Linked DNA regions of Sus scrofa: region 2 is linked to region 1. Evidence: chromatin contacts called from public promoter capture Hi-C data. All regions are on one chromosome and are shown on one strand. The core of a region is the stretch at or near the end of the contact, and the rest is flanking DNA. Distances in the headings are between cores, read along the strand shown. Region 1 has its middle 19 kb from the start of IBA57. Region 2 overlaps LOC100621538 (histone H2A type 3).

Evidence for each region. Promoter capture Hi-C pulls out the DNA fragments that hold promoters and counts their contacts.
Region 2: a promoter capture Hi-C map of fetal liver shows a contact between it and region 1, with 2.8 times the contacts expected there. The contact joins two enhancer-like sites. A contact is called at or near these places in 2 of 5 promoter capture datasets (fetal liver and liver) and 1 of 2 datasets of contacts at active chromatin or transcription factors (alveolar macrophages).

The regions. Positions count from the first base shown.
Region 1 is chr2:51,292,998-51,298,280 of Sscrofa11.1, reverse strand. No RefSeq gene overlaps it. Among named protein-coding and RNA genes, the nearest start is that of IBA57, 19 kb to the right of the region's middle. Within about 2 kb of position 3,145, at least 2 of the 83 cell types and tissues checked have an H3K27ac peak or open chromatin away from gene starts, as enhancers often do. A contact at or near this core is called in fetal liver, where this site is marked.
Region 2 is chr2:51,700,600-51,705,882 of Sscrofa11.1, reverse strand. It overlaps LOC100621538 (histone H2A type 3), which reads right to left. Exons shown (of 2, transcript XR_002341581.1): 2 at 1,059-1,396. Among named protein-coding and RNA genes, the nearest start is that of RNF187, 11 kb to the right of the region's middle. Within about 2 kb of position 3,087, at least 58 of the 83 cell types and tissues checked have an H3K27ac peak or open chromatin away from gene starts, as enhancers often do. A contact at or near this core is called in fetal liver, where this site is marked.

The DNA.
Region 1 (5,283 bases), core at 1,896-4,395:
TTAAGCTGAGTGGCAAAAGCCAACATATGGAGGTTACTGTGATTTCATTTATGTAACATTTGTAAAATTACAGAATTTTAGAAATGTAAGACAGCTTGGTGGTGGCCAGGGGATAGAGATAGGCCAACATGGGTGTGGCTATAAAAGGCCAATAGGATCCTGTGGAATGGAGATGTTCTGTTGACACTAGCAGAGACACAATAATCTCCCCAAATGATAAAATTACAGAACTCGGAGTTCCCCTTTTGGCTCAGCAGGTTAACAACCCAAATAGAATCCATGAGGATACAGGTTCGATCCCTGGCCTCACTAAGTAGGTTAAGGATCGAGCATTGCCACAAGCTGTGGCATAGGCTGCAGATGCGGTTCAGAACCCATGCTGCTGTGGCTGTGGTGTAGGCTGGCACCTGCAGCTCTGATTCGACCTCTAGCCTGGGAACTTATGCCGCAGGTGTGGCCCTAAAAAGAAAAAAAAAAAAAAAACAATGAAATCTTTGGAGTTCCCATAGTGGCTCAGCAGGTTAAAAATCCAGTTAGTATCCATGAAGATACTGGTTCAATCCCTGCCCTCACTCAGTGGATTAAGGATCCACCAATGCCACGAACTGCAGTGTAAGTCACAGATGAGGCTCAGATCTGGCTGTGGCTGTGGCTGCGGTATAGCCTGGCAGCTGCAGCTCTAATTTCAACCCCTAGCCTGGTAAATTCCATATGCCACACACACAGCCATAAAAAAAGAAAAGAAAAAAACCTGCACAGAACTCAACACATGTACACAAATGAGCACAGAGAAAATGGTAAGGTCTGAATAAGGCCAGTAGATGATATCAGAATCATCTGGTGTGATACTGTAGCACATTTTCGCTAAAGGATACCATGGGGAGGAACAGGGTAAAGGGTACTGGTACCTCTCTGTATTGTACAACTGCAATGATCTTGGTGAAAATGCCCATTAAGCAAAGCAGCCCAGCATAAGGTGATGGGGTATCACAGGCAAGTGAGGAGAGGCTGCACAAATTCAAGCCCTGGACCAGGTGTCTGCAAGCAGCCCTGTCCCCCAGTGCTCCTCTGCATTGGTCTGCAGCCTCTCAGGGGCACCTCCTCTGTGCTCAGGACCTCCAGGCCACCCCCACACACACTCCTGCTGAACAATCAACTGTCCCCTGCCCCCATGAGGAAAGCTGCTGCAGTGCCCCCCAATTCCAAGCCCCATGTACTTTAAGATAAACCCAGTTCTATCTACTCTATTGGCACCCCCTCACCCCTCACTCCCAGGCAGGGACTCACCCTCAACTCCCACTCTGCTCCAGGACAGTGCCAGGCCCCCCCTCATAGGCTCTGCCCAATGTGGCCTCTCCCAACCCTGCCCCAAGCCACACTAGCCTCTCTTGTTTGAAGGATATTCTGATGTTCTTTGCTCAAGTTCTTTACTCACTGTGTCCTGTCTAGACACACTCCTCACATATACTCGCCTGACCTCTGCCCCTCATGCGCCCAGTCCGCCTAATGTTCTCCATCCTCCCCATGCACCCTACCCTGTCCTGTTCCCCAGTGTGCCCAGTCTCTGCATGTACCCTTACCTTACATGTGCCCCATCCCTCCAATTATCCTGACCTTGCTCTATCCCCCACATGCACCTAGTCGCCACACGTGCCCCAATCTCACACAAGCCCAGTCCCCACAATACACCCCACTTCTGCACACGCCCCATCCCCCCACACAACTACCTGGTATCCACCACAGACAGCCCATCCCCCAATTCACCCCATCTCCACACACACCCTGTTCCATTCTCTGCTTCATTCTTCACCGTAGAACTATGGTAATCCAGTATACTTTGTATTTTACTTTCAAGGTCGGTGGGCACTCAATAATTGGTTGAGTGAGTGGATAAATGGTGAAATGAATGAGTGAATGAAATGTATACTAGAACTCAGAAGTCTCCAGATTTTTCATCAACAGTGTCCCTGCTACCAATACTTCCCTGATAAACTTCTAATTTTGAGAGATCTGTGGCATAAAATTTATTCAGAAATAATTCATTTTTCCCACAAACACTAATGTGACCAAACAAAATCAGTATGATTTGCAAAGAGGTTGAAGACAAGGATACTGAGTTGGTGCCCAGATCACAGAGAGTGGGTGCAGAGTGGTGGTTGAGGAGTGGAATACTCCTTCTGCTCCCCGTCAGCACAGCCAGGCATCTGCTCAAGATATTTGAAATACAGGAGTTCCCACAGCGGAAAAGAATCCACATAGGAACCATGAGGTTGAGGGTTTGATCCTTGTCCTCGCTCAGTGGGTTAAGGATCTGGCATTGCCATGAGCTGTAGTACAGGTCACAGACGAGGCTTGGATCTGACGTTGCTGTGACTCTGGCGTAGGCCGGTGACAATAGCTCCGATTAGACCCCTAGTCTGGGAACTTCCATATGCCGTGGGTACAGCCCTAAAAAGACAAAAGCCAAAGGGGGGGGGAAGATATTTGGAATGTAAACACCCAATCTCCAAATGGAAATTAGAAAGATTAATAGTACCAAAAGTTGGCATGGACTAGTTGCCGGTAGGTGTAAAAAATGGACCAGTCACTGTGGGAGAATGCAGGCAGCTCCTTATACTCAAGCTTCTTTCCACTGTGGCCCCACAAGCCCACCCCCAGGTACTGATTTGATGAGCTGAAAGCCTGTGTTCACACAAGGCTTGTTTGAGTATGGAAATGGAGACTGCCAGAGAAGAAAAAGGGCAAAGGCTATCTGCTCAGAGATAACTGAGGCAAGGCAGTCAGGGGTAGTCAGGAGTAGTCAGGGGTGGCAGAGCTTCCCAGTACCAAAAGGGAAGTCCCCGGGGTCCTAGAGGCCATGGCCTGGGGAACTGGAGAGGCTGACTATAAGTGGGGTGTACTTTGGAACTGGTCAGGGAGCATATTTGGCTTCCTCTGGTTGATTCCAAGTTGGAAATGGGATTAATAAGGAAGCACCAGTTATTGATCAAGTCCTATGGTTTGGGGCTGATTGCCAATTATAGAGGTTATTGTTTGGCTGCCTAGAATGTTCCTAGAGATAGCAGGCTGACAGCCTGTAAGTCTGACTTACAGCAGGATGGTTTCCTGAACTGGCTACTGGAGATGGTGGGTTGGTTTCCTCTGGCCAAAGGTTGTAGGTCAGAGTTCTATTTTTACAGATGGTCCAGCTATTGTTTGTATGCTCACTGCTGCTTTCCTCATAACAGCCCAAACTGCAAACATGCTAGGGGTCCCTCGATAGGAGATAGAGAAGCTAACTGTGGTCTGTCCACTCAACCAGCACTACCCAGCAATAAAAGGACTATACCAGAGACATATACATTGTGAGGGAGGCTCAAAAATGTGCTGAAAACAAAGCCTCAGAGTTCCCGTCGTGGCGCAGTGGTTAACGAATCCGACTAGGAACCATGAGGTTGCGGGTTCAATCCCTGCCCTTGCTCAGTGGGTTGACGATCCGGCATTGCCGTGAGCTGTGGTGTAGGTTGCAGACGCAGCTTGGATCCCGCGTTGCTGTGGCTCTGGCGTAGGCTGGCAGCTACAGCTCTGATTAGACCCCTAGTCTGGGAACCTCCATATGCTGCGGGAGCGGCCCAAGAAATGGCAAAAAGACAAAAAAAAAAAAAAAAAAAAAAAAAAAAAAAGCCTCCCTTGAAAGCGCAGCACTGTGTGACTGCACTAACATGAAGCTTTAAGAGCAGGTTCTGTGGTGCAGGGCCTGACTGGAAAGGGGCAAGAGAGAGCTACTACAGCTGTGTTTTATGAGCAGCAGGATTTGTGCATCTCACTGTATGCTTAGTTTTCCTCTGAAGGGAAAAAAAGAAAGAAAAACAACATTGTTGAAAACATCAGGGATGAGTGCAGCGGAGGTCTGCCAACCTACTTGGAAATGCATCCAAAATTAAGAAAGGTCGGGTTCAAAAAAAAGGGGGCGGTGGGGGGTTCCCATTGTGGCTCTGTGGTAACAAACCCATGAGGATGTGGGTTTGTTCCCTGGCCTTGCTCATTAGGTTAAGGATCCGGTGTTGACGTGAGCTGCAGCGTAGGTCACAGATGCAGCTTGGATCCTGCAGTGCTATGGCATAGGCCGGTGGCTACAGCTCCAATTCGACCCCTAGCCTTGGAACTTCCAAATGGCTCGGGTGTGGCGAAAGGAAGGAAAGAAGGGAGGGAGAGAGGGAGGAAGGAAGGAGGGAGGGAGGGAAAGAAGGCAGGCTGGGGTGCAGGGGAAGGGAAGGGGAACTGATATCCCAAAGGAAAAAGCACAGAAGCTCATCACAAACTGTGCATGACCAAGGGGTGTTTACGGAAAAACTCTCACTTTCTGTGTTAGATTTTTTTTTCATTACTAAATTTTGGAGAAAGCATATCTAAACATAATGGAAGTCAGCATCCACAAGCCTCCAGGCACAAGCTCTCAGTACCAGCCTCTCAAAATGCGGTCTCCATCCCATTCAGTCTCAGCTTTTCCATTTGATAATTTTTCTCAAATTCATTTATAAATACTCCTGGAAGCAGCGTCAAGTAAAGAATACAGCACAACTGGCTGAGTGCCACCCACTAGGGAGTCAGAACCCCTGCCCCATGCCCATGGTGAACCACAAAACCTGAAATGCAGGCAAAGAGTCAAGAGGAAATCATCCCACAAGACTTATCTGGAAGGTATGTATCAAAACATTAGCATAGCCCACAACACTGTAAATCAACTACGCTTTAATAAAAAAAAATTTAATTATCATAGCTGGAAAAGAGAAAAAAGAACAAAGAAAACATACTGCATGTTTGTCAGGGTGAACCAAGCAATATCCAACTACTGGAAGCCACAAAAAAACACCCATGGTGATGACAGAGGGGTAAGTGCTCATGAAATGTGGGGGGGGGGGAATATAGGATATGAAACTGACATATTATACACGGAATGACCTCAATTACAGAGAAATAAACCTGGAAGGACGAAGTATATATTTTTAAATGAGAGCTTTTGGAAAATCAAATTACCTGCAGCATTGGCTGGGAAAGGAAGCATGGAGAAGAAACACAGCAGTTGGGTGGGAAGATGGGTTTTCCAGAAAGGCTGGGCAGGGGGAGAGTGCAAACCCTGCCCCCTTTGCAGCCCCCAGAGTCCTCTTCCCACTCCCATTGCCCTGTTGATTCAAAATACTTGGTTTTGTTGCCCCTCTGCTTTTCAGTTTTTTACTTATTTCCTTCTTTCTACTTTCTTTGAGTCTATTATGTTATTTTTGCTAACTTCTTAAATCAGTTATA
Region 2 (5,283 bases), core at 1,838-4,337, 410 kb before region 1:
CCGTCAACTTATTCTTGCATGTGGCAATGCTCCCTCTGCGTCTTGCCTATAAAAAGATATTTAGGGCTCACTTCAGTAATCCAGGGTAAGCTCCTCCTCTGAAGATCCTTGATTTAGTCACAACATTTTCACACAAAGCAATAAAACAGATTCTGGGGTGAAAATGTGACCATTTCATTGTGTGGCCATTTTTTGAGCCACATGCAGCTGCACCCAAGGTTATGGGGGGGTACCCCTGGAAGTGAGGAGTGGGGCACATGATTGGGGAACATTTGCTGAACTCAAATTAGCACAGGCAGATTTAGTGCAGGGCAAACCCTCCTACTATCATAACTGAAAACTAAATTAGGGAAACAACACAGTGGTGACCTTTCTAAAACTGTGTTGCCAAATGGAGTAATTTGCATGGAAAAATATGTATATAACTTAGCTGGCTATGCCAAAGGGAAAAGCCATTTAAGAGTTAATGTGGATGAAAGGAATGTTCTTAGCATGAGTGGTGACATCAAAACCCAGTTTTACCCAGTGTCAATTTGTGCTGGGTAAAACTGCATGGATGACAGAAAAACTGCCAAATTTGCAGTGGTTTTCATGAAATAACACTAACATATTCTTTCTCTTGAATCTTTTGTTATTCACATATGGAACACTCGCCAAAACCGCTAGGCGGAGTCAAACTCCTGCTTTTAGAAATACTTTGTACAGTGCCCTACAGAGACAAAGTCCTGTGAAATTTTGGAGGACAGCTAGTGATTGCAGTGACTATGAAGATCAGTCTCCACAGGATGGATACCATTGAAAGACAGAACAATGAACAAGAGAAGCAAGATGGAGAGTCTCAGCTCTCCACACACCAACAAATATGGACAGAATAGAAGCAGCATTTGTTCCCCTTCCTCTATAGCCAACATCATGTATGTGTCTAGCTTTTCAATTCTATCTGAAATACTAATTTCCATAAAAAGAGAAACAAGTTATCTACAGCTTCAGTACAAAGAACAACAACAAAAATAGTTGAATCCATCCATGTCTTTTTAAAAAAATTTTTATTTTTTAATGGCGCCACCTAGGGCATATGGAAGTTCCAGGCCAGGGCTTGAATCCAAGTTGCAGCTGCAGATTTTTTAATCCACTGTGCCAGGCCAGGGATCAAATCCCCACCTCCACAGTGGCCCCAGCTATTGCAGTCAGAGTTTTAATCCACTGCACCACAGCAGGAACGCCAGATGAATCCATGTCTTCAAAAACCAAAATCTGATGTGTGTTTGTCAAGGTTTCCATGCAATTCTCCAGTTCTTAGTAGACACTGAGTGTCCCACAGATTTAATTCAATTTTGACACCATGTACCTGGAGATAATGTCAGACTCCACAGGTTAAGGGCTCAGTCCTACAAGACTAAATTAATTAAAAAATTAATAAAAGTCCCACAATTAATTTAAAAAATTAACCGATAGTCAAATCTAAGAAAGAAATAGAAAATTTTATTTGAACCAACTTGAGGATTATAACCCAGCAGACAGTCTCTTAGAAAGCTTTGAGGACTGCTCCATCCATTAGAGGTCAAAGCACAATTACATAAATTTTTGAGGCAAAGCGTTATACACCAAAGTGTTATATATCAAGGTAGTACACTGGCAGGTTTTTTATGTTAAATCTTTCTTTTCCTGTCCTAAAATAATTTTGTTTCATCACTGCCTTCACTTCAGAAGCCAGTCACAAGTCCAGGATGTCACCTGTGCTTTTGACTGACTGGCTATAGATCAGAGGTTCCAATGTACCTTGTGTTTGATTAACTTGTAAGAGAGGCTCACAGAACTCAGTGATAACACCTTCCTTATTAGACTGCTGGTTTATTATTAAAGGATATAGTTCAGCAACAGCCAGATGGAAGAGGTGCACAGGGCAACAAGGTATGGGGAAGAGTCACAGAGCTTCCATGTGCTCTCTGGGCATGCCACTCTTACCAACCTGGAAGCTCTCTGAACTCATCCTCTTCCGTTTTTATGGAGGTTCCATTATTAGGCATGATTGACTAATTCGGCCATTGGAAATTGTGTTAACCTCCAGCACCTCTCCCCTCCCCGGGGGTGGGTGAGGGGAACTAAAAATTCCAACATTCTAATTACTTGCTTTTTTCTCCTGGTAATCAGCATCCAACTTCAAGGACTTTCCAAAAGTCACCTCATTAGTGTAACCAAAGACACATTTATGGTGCTCATCACAGGAAATTCTAAGCGTTTAGGAGTTCTGTGCCAGGAATAAGACCAACTATGTAACTTCGTATTATAAGTCACAACATCACACAAAACAAAACAAAACAAAAAACAAATCAAAATTCCTTGATGGAGCTGAAGTAACTTGTTGCTGTCAGAAAGTAAGAATGCTTTCAACCATCTCAGGGCTGTGCTTAAAGGAGAAAAGAGCCATTTTATTTTGAAGGGTCTCCTTTCGGCCAAATTTAAGAATTTGAGAATCATGTAACAGTCATAATGGTTAATTAGAATGTGTTTATAAAAAAAGAAAAGTTAACGTATACAATAACAAACAGGACAATTAAAGATGTAAATAATTCTGTGTTGCATTTTTACAGATTTCAGTAAAATAGAAAGCAAGCCTTTGACATATATGGGTATTTGGTCTTAAGCCTATGTCTGCTTCTAACGTTCAGATGTGGAAGTGTGTGTATTCCTTTAAGCGGGAAAGAACGAACAAAAATGAGACATAGCGCAGAAGAGAGATCGAGGAGATGCCAGGCAGAGAGGAGGCGGAGATAAATGCACTTGGAGAGAGCCAGGGGAGAGCACGTTTTGCTGGTGTTGCTAAGTAGGGTATTTGGGGTGTTCCATTCCCGAGCGCACAGGAACAACGGTGACAACCAAACCGTCATCATACAGAGGAGAAAAGGCTTCCCTTTCAGGAAGAATACGCCATAGCATTTATGTATAGGGAATGGGTTACCCTGTGAGAAATCGATGACACCAAGTGTGCAAAACCTGGAGAACTTCCAAGATTCTGAGCCGGGGAAGGAGCAGCAAGGCGGAGTTCACCGGGCTCAAGACAGTGGCCGCAGCGGGAGGCCAAGAAGGCGGATGCGTGACCAATGCGGTCAGGCCGACAGCCTTTGAATTGAACAACCAGGAAACGTTCCCAAGTCCAAGCAACAACAACGGCTTTGTTTTACGCAGCGAGCCTAGACCACAGCCCACTGGAGCCAGAGCCTCCAAACCTGCGACCTTCGCTTGCGCTCTACGCTGTCCACACCGCTGTTATCTCCACACCCGCCCCCACCCCGACACTTGCACCCCTGCATCTCTGGCCCTGTAGCCCTTACGCCTCCATCCCCGAGCCCCTAAATCCCCTCCTCCGTACCCTCCCAACCCCTAGCCCCTACATCCCTGCATTCCTCCTGCTCATATACTCCCGCCCCCTGAACAGCCACATTCCCTCAAGGTCCTGTATCCCCCACTTACTCACTTCGGTATCTCTGCAATTCTGCGCCTCTCTATCCTGGCGCCCCCTGTATTCCCACAGTCCTGCATCCCATAACTCTGCACTCTTGAGCCCATGCGCCCCTGAGTCCCCAAGGATCCTCCTCAGAACCCACCACCCACCAAGGACTGCTGAGCCTCCCTCTCACTCGCTACCCCCCCAGCGCACACAGCGTCCCGCCACCTAGGACCCAAAGACCAAGCCTCGCTGGGTCGGCACCATGGGAGGGTCTCTGCAGTCACTACGCGTGTGTACCACCCCGCCCAGCGCGTCCCAGTCACGCCCAAGGACCACGAGCTAACGCGCGGCATCCTGGGGAGGTAGCGGGAAATGGCGACCTGAGCTCTCAGTAACATTAAGCCCTTGGCCCTTTTTATGTTGCAACAAAAACAGCTCTCTCCTGGGCCGGTCTCTGAAGAGGCTGCGCCTTCAGAGTCTCTGCGGGAGGTATCCCTCATCCTTGGTTCCCTAATTTTCTTTTCAGGGTTAATATCCTGTCAACCGAACCTGGAGTCCGGCTCAAGAACTGTTACGGAAAAGGATCCAGTGAGGGAGCGGGCGGCGCCCAGCGGTGGCGTGGCGCACTTCCTCCCCACTCTGGCTGTGTAGCCTTCGAAGTTCAATTTCATCATCTGCTTCCACTGACTAGAGGGAGAAGCATTCCTTTGGTTTTCCTTTTTCCTTTTATTCATCATATATTCACTTGGTACCTATTGTGTGTGCCCTGTAGAGCTCTGAGCACTTGGGAGAAAAGTGCCTTCATGGAGCTTACATCTAGTGGAGGTTATGACCAGTAAACGGAAGATAGAGCCGTAGAGGTTTACACACTAGGCGGAAATAGAGCACCATTGGTTTGGGGCATGTTGCCCAGGACCATGAGGACGTGAGCGGAAACTTGAAGGTCTTCGGAGTGGGGATGGGATGCGGTGGGCTGGGTTGCAGCTCTGGGGACAGTGGGACCCCTGGTTTGGAGGGACAGAGACAAACAAAGGGTAGGAGGAGCCAGGGCGGGTAAGGAAGCCTGGTTCAGGTAAATGGAAGAGGGACTCCTGCTGTGCACGGAAAGATTGGGGCTGTTACTTGGAGAGCAAGAAGCAGCAGGCACTATTGGGCCTGCTAGAAGTGACCACCTTCAAGGGCTTTGAGGCCCTGCACCTCTGCAAAGTTCTCTCAGACCACTCATGTGACATTTGGGGGGGGGGTTATAAATAGGAGGGTGATGGGGATTTTACACACAGCGTTCATGTTCACTCATTATCAGACTCAAGGAGCCCTGTGTACAGCACAGCTGTGGTGCTGGCTGGGCTGTGCCATTCCAAATGTGCAAGTGTCCTTGGAATTCTTGGACATGTCCTTGGTTGGCTACAGTTTCTCCCGCCCTCTAGGAGTTCAGCTTGAAAGTCATTCCCAGTGCCCATTGGTGAGGGGAAGAAACAGAGCTGTTCCATGGAAAGTATCCTGTCTGGGTCACCTGCCTGAGTGGTGTCCTGCAGCTCTCAGCTGGAAACATTAGGGGCAAACCTGCCTTCCAAGTTCACTACTATGTTGTGGAAAGGCTCACAGACCACATGAGAAGACTCAAACTACACCATTGATTAAATTGATTTAAAACAGGCCACAAGAAGTAAGGGAGAAGAGAAGGGGTGAGCTGACAAACTTGGGACAGGCTTCAGTGAGGAGGAAAGCTGCATCACCTGGTCCTGGGCACACATGGACATGTGTGTGTCTTGTAGTTCCCTGCCACCTTGCCTCCTCACTTATTGTCCAAGTGACACCAGGGGCCCTGAGCAAAG